Linked DNA regions of Mus musculus: region 1 is linked to region 2. The links are chromatin contacts, called in public HiChIP or PLAC-seq maps. All regions are on one chromosome and are shown on one strand. Each heading gives the region's core, a stretch centred on a gene start, on an enhancer-like site or on the middle of the called end of the contact. The rest is flanking DNA. Distances are from core to core; before and after follow the strand shown. Region 1 holds the start of Slitrk5 (SLIT and NTRK-like family, member 5). Region 2 has its middle 360 kb from the start of Slitrk6.

What was found. HiChIP or PLAC-seq counts read pairs in DNA pulled down with a chosen protein or histone mark.
Region 1: an H3K27ac HiChIP or PLAC-seq map of embryonic stem cells shows a contact between it and region 2, with 8 times the contacts expected there. The contact joins the promoter of Slitrk5 here to the enhancer-like site in region 2. A contact is called at or near these places in 9 of 39 promoter capture datasets (cranial neural crest, embryonic stem cells, hippocampal neurons and 2 more), 6 of 484 Hi-C or Micro-C datasets (cerebral cortex, cortical neurons, embryonic stem cells and 1 more), 14 of 115 datasets of contacts at active chromatin or transcription factors (astrocytes, craniofacial prominence, embryonic hindbrain and 5 more) and 2 of 9 other capture datasets (embryonic stem cells and pancreatic islet).

The regions. Positions count from the first base shown.
Region 1 is chr14:111,673,343-111,677,133 of GRCm38.p6, forward strand. Slitrk5 (SLIT and NTRK-like family, member 5) reads left to right here and starts at 1,773. Exons shown (of 2, transcript NM_198865.1): 1 at 1,773-2,381. It overlaps Gm30439 (a long non-coding RNA gene), which reads right to left and starts at 2,170. Exons shown (of 4, transcript XR_001781455.2): 1 at 1,019-2,170.
Region 2 is chr14:111,114,563-111,118,105 of GRCm38.p6, forward strand. No RefSeq gene overlaps it. Among named protein-coding and RNA genes, the nearest start is that of Slitrk6, 360 kb to the left of the region's middle. Within about 2 kb of position 2,234, at least 3 of the 459 cell types and tissues checked have an H3K27ac peak or open chromatin away from gene starts, as enhancers often do. A contact at or near this core is called in embryonic stem cells, where this site is marked.

The sequences.
Region 1 (3,791 bases), core at 523-3,022, 560 kb after region 2:
AATGAAATACTGCAAAACAGAACTTAAAGTCCTGTTTATATTGAGTGGGCTTGTGAAGGTGTCACACACTAATACTCTAAAAGAGATATCCTAAGATTTCAGCCTAATAATTGAGACAGTTCACAACCTATCAGAAATTATACTGCTTTAATAATCATTACAAATTAGGTTGCTGATAAGACTCAGTATTTTCATCCTGAAGGTTTACGGCTATGATTGATATTAACATGTAAATTTAAATATTCACAATTTTAAAGAATAAAGTTGATTTTACACTTTAAAATAAAGTTCATACATTGTGATGTCAGATTATAGGATAAAGAACTCAATGAAGGGATAGCAAGTGTTACTTTTAAGTGATTTTGAGCCCAGTAGCTGTCATTCCTATGACAGAATATGCAAACTTAATTTTGTTCTAAGATTTTCATCAACTGACATCACAGATTACGTCACTCTTTTCTCCCTCGAAGAGCACCCAAACTTACAGGAAATAAACACTGCTTCAAAAAAGTGTTTACGGCTTAGCTAGAATACATATACTCATCATATTTATGTAGAAGAAATATTAAAATCATTAAAATTTCCAAAAGGTTGAAATAATTCACTACCTCTATATAAGCCCTTGAAATTGAACATACATGGATGCTGTGAAGAACTCTTTATAGACAAACACATAAAATACTACCCCTGGAATCTATTAATATCAATCGCGTATAATCAGACTATAACCACAATAAGTTCCCATTAGTGAAAACTGAGAGACTTCTATGTATGTTTAAAACATAATTTCAGAATAGAAAAATTAAAATTCACTTGCATGGCCAAACTGGCCATCTAAGACAGTTTGAAGCGAATGAGCAGCCTGCTCTGGGCCCCTAACTCAAAACAATTTTCCTTTGCTCCTTGTGAAGGCTGCAGGCCTTAAATTCTTAAAACGTAAAACACATCCTATGAATATACAGACCTCCTTTAGGGGAGGAAGTTGTCTGGTTTCCTGGTAGAAGCCAGTCATACTTACTATAGAGTTGATCAGCAGTTCATCAGGTGAGTCCTCAAGTAAAGTGTCATGAGACACTGCCTCTATTTCGGTTCTTTCCAGATTTCTAGTTCGCTTAGGGTATTCATTTTTCTCTCTGCTCAATCACTCCGACATACTTAGAAAAAGTGATTCTTTAAAAAAAAAAGATAAAAATAACACACTCTTTATAGCTAGGATGAGCCACTCCCTCCAGGGTCCCTTACTGGAGACAACTCACACTGCCACAAAGACTCTTCCAAAGGGCAGAAGCATTTGGGCAAACGGCTACCGGTAAGAGTCATCTGTCCCTGATCGCCACCAAGCCTAACACTGTCAGGGTTATTTCCAGCCCTTCCTTTCCGAGAAGACGAGTGCACACTCCTACGCTCCAGTTGCGCACATGGTCCAAGACTCCTCTGTCTCCACGAATGTGACATCTAAGGGGGTTCTGGCTATGCCTCCAGAGCCCAGGGACGCCTTCGCCCTCGGCTGCCACCTACCGGCCACTGGGCTCCTGCTTCGCCCCGGGCCATCATGTCTGCTGCAGCTTGGCTCGCACCAGCGGCGCGACAATAAACAAGTGCCGCGGACCGGGCCCTGCACCCGCTACCCAGCAGATGTGACTGCCTTCTCAGATCCCATGAGAGAAGACGTGACTTTTTCTTAGTTTCTTTCTCTTTTTCTTTCTTTCTTTCTTTTTTTTTTTTCTTTCTTTCTTTTTTTCTTTTCTTTTTTTTTTTTTTTTTTTTTTTTTATAGAGCGTCCAAGCTGCCAGGACATGCCACAGGCATAGAGCAACGCTGCTCCTACCCCCCTTGGACCCCTCAAAGGATGTCGGAGATAAAGAGTTGCAAATAATGAGGATCGTGCGCCGCATCTGGGGAGGGATAGCAAAAATCCGCTGCAAACCCCGGGAGCGGTGAAGCCGCCAAGAGGATGCGGGAGCCTTTCAAATACTAATTAGGGGCCGCGATTGCAGGTTTGCCTTGGGGACAGAGGCATCCAGGGTCCGGTGGTCCTGGCGTTTGGGGGAGAAGAGCGCAGCGGAGGAACCGCCGCCGAAGCAGCCCGGGGGCCAGTACCACCTTCTCTCGCCCCCTCACTACCATGTACAGTGTGCGCTGCAAGAAGAAGGCGGGCGATGAACGCACACCCTCGAGCCCCACTCCTTCTGGTTCGTCCTGGGGCGTGCGACACTGACTAGGGGGGAATGTGGTGAAGACGCCGACCCGGAGAGGCTAGGGGGGAGGGGAGGGCGGCCCGCGCGATCCCAGGCCGGAGGGTGCCAAGAGCCCGAGGCGGCTGGAGGGGGCGGCTGCCATCGCTGGGTCGGAGAAAGTTGCCCCCAGTGCAGATGGGAACAGTAAGTACCGGCCGGGTCAGGGGGGTACGGCGAGGGGGCCCTGAGATCTGGGGATCGCGCGTGGGAGCGATGGTGCGAGCGAGCGTGAGTGAGAGCGGGTGCGAGCGAGCGCTCGACCAGGCTGACCAGCACGTTGAGCAGGCGACGGGGCCGGGCAGCCCGCTCCGCGTCCCCCTCCTCGGTCTCCCCACTTCCCCTCCCCACTGCGCCCTCCCCGCCCTGCCGGCTCCGGCTCCCAGCCTCAGCCGCGAGCTGCCTTTCCAGCGAGTCGCCGGCCGTCCCCTCCCCCACACCCCACACCCCACTACCCGCCCTGGCTACCGCGGAGAGCGCCAGGGAGAGCCCTTCGGGGAGCCCCGGAACCCGCGGTCGCCACCGCGGCGGCGGCCCGGGGCTAGCGGCGCGGCGTCCGGGTGCCGCTTCCCTCTGGCTGCTCAGCCTGCACGGCTGGCAGCCTTCTGTGTCTGCCTAGGCTTCCAAAAATCGGTGCACACCCCAAAGAGGTGTTTTTCTGAAAGGGTCGCTATGATGACTGGGCCCCTGAGATGTGAGACCGGGTAAGTCCGCGGTTTACTTTGCAAAAGAGGTTTTCTGTGTGTGTCTGGGTGGTATGGCGAAGTGGCTTTCTTTCCATCTCTTCCCTCCCCTTCTTCCTCCCTTTACCCTTCCTTTGCTTTGGGGCGGGGTGGGGGAGGGGGAGCCTCGCGTCCTGGAACTCCGGTTGCCTCTGCCCGAGCGGTGGTTCCAGCAGCTGTGCCGGGAGCCACCGGTCGGGCCTGGGTTTGGGCTCCAGCCGGAGCGGTTCCATGCTGCTTAATGCAGGGATACGGCAGGCAGTGATCCAGGCTCTAAATTCTTTGGGAGCGAACAAACACTGCCCCCACCCCCCGTCCCCGCCCTCTACCTTTTTTTTTTTCTTTTTCTTTTTCTTTCTTTTTTCTTTTCTTTTTTTTTTCTTTTCTTTTTTAATAAAACGAGAACGTGTGATGCACCCCGCGATTTTACATCGGCGCTGCTTTTCCCAGTCAGTCTGTTAGCATTCCCAGCCCATTCAACTTTATTTTCTTAAATCTTCTGTCTCCTTTGATGGCTGGGGGCGACAGGGGAGGGGGCGAATGGAGAGGAGGTTTGGAAAAGGCTGTTCGACCCTGGCTAACCAGAACTGAATTAAAGTTGTAAACGTTCGAATTTAATACTGGCTGGGCACAATTTACAATGGTCTCAGAGATGGGGAAGGAGGTGAATGGGGGCGGGGAAGCACGGCGAGGGAGGGGGAGGGGATCCAATCCAGCTGAATGGACGTGCACATTTGATCCAGCGGAGAACCCAGATTTCAAGGTAAACGTTTTGCTTTCATACAAGGGTGTTTAAAGCCCAAGCCGTCTGCTGTGCTGAGGGGAAGTCTGATAT
Region 2 (3,543 bases), core at 984-3,483:
TTAGGGAACAATAATACATTGTATATATTTAATCAGAGATTCAGTATTGATATCATTACAAAGACTTGATAAATATTTGATGTTGAATACACTAATAAGTCTAACTTCCTCATTGTACTCTGGATACATATAAAATTGCATGATGTGTTTCATAAATATTTATGTGTTATAATTCTAATTATGCTAATCAATGACCAAAGATGATAATAAACAATAAAAATTAAATAAAAATTTAAACCTTTAAAACAATAAATAAAAGTCGGTTGCAGCTAGCAAGTAATTTTAGATTATTGTAAAACTATTTTTACACAATCCTATCCTCATGTTATATAGAACAATACTGAAATAAAGTGAAAAAAAGTTTTTAAAAATATGTGCGAAGTTTGAGAGATACACAGTGGTTTTCATGCAGATATTTCTACTTGCTTGAGAGAGGAAATCTGGTGTATCAAGGATCTTATGTCTTCACAGTCGAAAGATGAGTTAAGCGCCTGGGAGTCTTATGCAGAAAACTGTACCTGTTGTATTTTCTCGCCTCTTCAATCTTCTACTTTTAGCTGCTCAACTGGCAGAATCAGGAGGTTTTTGTGTCACGTCTATACTCCAGTCTTTCCGGACACACAATTCTTACCAAGCAGTTGGGAAACTTTTGCAGATCAGGGCAAAAGCTTCTCTTCTTTCTCATCCAAGGAAGCTCCCTGAATTTGTTCCCCAGGTAGTGTGGCATTTAGCAAAAGGCATGCTTTATCTCTGTCTAGGCTGGGGATTTCAGGTACAGGAGGCCTTTGTACAACTCTAGACAGGATCTTGAAATCTTCTGCCTTAGAGACTGCAAAATCTCATCTGTTTCCATCTCCATTATTTCTGGTGGAAAGGAGAGACTGGCTTGCTGGTCTGAGGAAAGGGAACACTGTGGTTAGGAGCTGGGGACAGTAGTACTCACCTCTAGAACACCTGGAGCCCCACCCTGCTAGCCTCAAACCATCTCAGATTGTACAGATTTTCTGTCCTGTGCATAAATTATGTTCTGAGAACGATATATAAGAAAGGAAAGTTCCATGTATAAATAATGATAATGGTTCTTTTCCCTACATTGCCTACATGACTACTAACAATGCTTCTCTTGTTGGGACTGAGGGGGTAGTAACTTCGACAGGAGCCAGGGTCCTAGGAGACACAAGAGAACTCCTTTTGTCCCATGTATGTGAATTATCACCACCGGGTCCCAGGCTTCCACTTCAGCTCAACTGGAGACCAGACTGTCTGTGCATAGCCCAATGTCCCACATGAGAACGATATATAAGAAAGGAAAGTTTCATTTATAAATAATGATAATGGCTCTTTTCCCTTTTGAATAACAGGCAGTGGGCTGAGTAACATAGGTAGTTAACCATAGCTTTTATTCTTCTTTTTTTAAATCTCAGTGCACATTACTCAAATTCAATCCTGAATTGCATGCTGAAAGAAAGAAAAAGAAAGAAAAAGAAAGAAGAGAAAAAGAAAGAAATAAAGAAAAAAGAAAAAAAAATGCTTCTTCTATTGAAAATATAGAAAGAGAATTCAATTTAAATTTCTGAATAAGCACACACACACAAATGATTCTAGCAATCAAGTAAACACGGAAATAAATATACTTTTAAAAACACATTTCTACTTTTACTCAGTAGATTATAAAAAATATGAGGTACCCTTGAAACCTTAACTCTCACTTACTACTAATGTCTGCTTGCTTAATTATCACGTTTCAAGGGCTATTGTGCTTCTGTGCTTTCAAAGTGAGCCTTGAGGTTCATGGTTTAGATAGAGTGTTTGTCTCTGATGTTTCCTCTAAAGAATTGCAGTTATTCTCTACTGTTAGGTGACTGAAAAAGAGAAATATTTGTTAGAATGCTGTTTGCTGACCACCTCTACTACTAAAGGAAAAATATATGGCACAGTATTGTCTACATGTTTATACACAGTTAAGATTATTTCATGACCTGTTGCTTTATACTACCAATGAAAGTAAATGGTGTGACTTGGTGTATATGTGTACATATAGTATATATAGTTACAATATTTCATGAACTGCTTACTTATTTAAAAATGTCTTCTGTAACACCCCCAAGCCTGAAGCAGGCTGATCCAGACCTTGACCTTGCTGCCACTAAGGAGATTACCTAGGGTGGAGCCTTCCTCCCTAGATCACTCTATTGTTCAGCCAAGGCCTCTGTTCTTGTTCAAGACATTGCTACCTGCTGAGAGGCCCCTGAGCTATTTGGGAGACTACAGCCTGTCCTGCACTTTGTGACCTGCAGCTGGTTCCAAGCACCAAGAATGGATTAGCGGGAGATGGCCCTCACCCACTTTATAAGCACATTTGCTATTAAACATTTGAGCTTTGATCAGGAACCCTGACTTAGCTAGTTTCTGTCTTTTCAGCTCCAGTTTGCCTCCCAGGAGTAACCCTGGTCCATGTGAGCCAGGGGAGGGCTCCCAACAGTCTTCAACTCTCAAATTACTGGCATTTACTCAAAAGAAAAATTTCTCCTTCTATGTAATCTTCATATTTCCAAAACTGCTTGCCTAATAGTTTAAATAAACCACAAAACACTATTTGCATTTTCAAAAGGATACTTACAATATTATACATTTTATTTTTATCATTCTCTAATTACACTGCATATTTAACCTCTAAATCATAGTTCAGGAAAACATCATCTTTTAGTAGGGGAATTAAATATACTAACGTCACTGGAATCATCCAAACTGTGCAATCCTGGTGCATATCTTAACTAGGGATGCTCAAAATGGCTGTTGAGTGTTGTAAGTATAAAGGAAGCTTGAAGCACTGCATTTTCACCTTCTATAAAAGACACACATTTAAATGGGATTTATGGTCAATAAATTGAATCAAGCCATTTACAAAGCATTACTTTCATGCTCTTATTGATAGATGTGAATGATCTCTTTATCGTGGTTGTTATTGTACCACAGTAGAGAAATCTAAACAGATAGATACCATTTTCTCTAAAAACAAGATCAATTTCACTTCTTTGTCAGTTTCTAAATTGTATTTGTCAATTGTAAGCGAAATTATGGTGATAAATGATCACAGACCTTGACCTTTCATTACTCTAAGGCCACCATGCTAAGGAACAGGTTGTTGTCTTCAGGTTTCCCTGATTTGTTTCAATTTACCAATTCTGGAGTTGACTGCTCAGGGTAATGCCACTGCCTGGAAATGCTTCTGAGACTCCAATACTTATGCTGAAAGTGCTATAGCTAACTTCTAAGATTTTCACTCCTCATATCACTCTGTTTTTGTGTGATCTTTAGGTCATGTTGTTTCAAATATGCAACTCTATAGATAGATTTGCAAATGACTTTGTCTAACAGCACCTGGCCATTGTACTTAGTAATAACTTTTATTCATTGTGTTTAGAACATTAAGTTAGACACTTTTTTACTCAAATTGATGAGGAAGAATTATTTTTGCACATATCATTAACTTCCCAGGTTTTAAGCCCAATATTCTGAAGAAAGCAACATTGGACTTTGCTA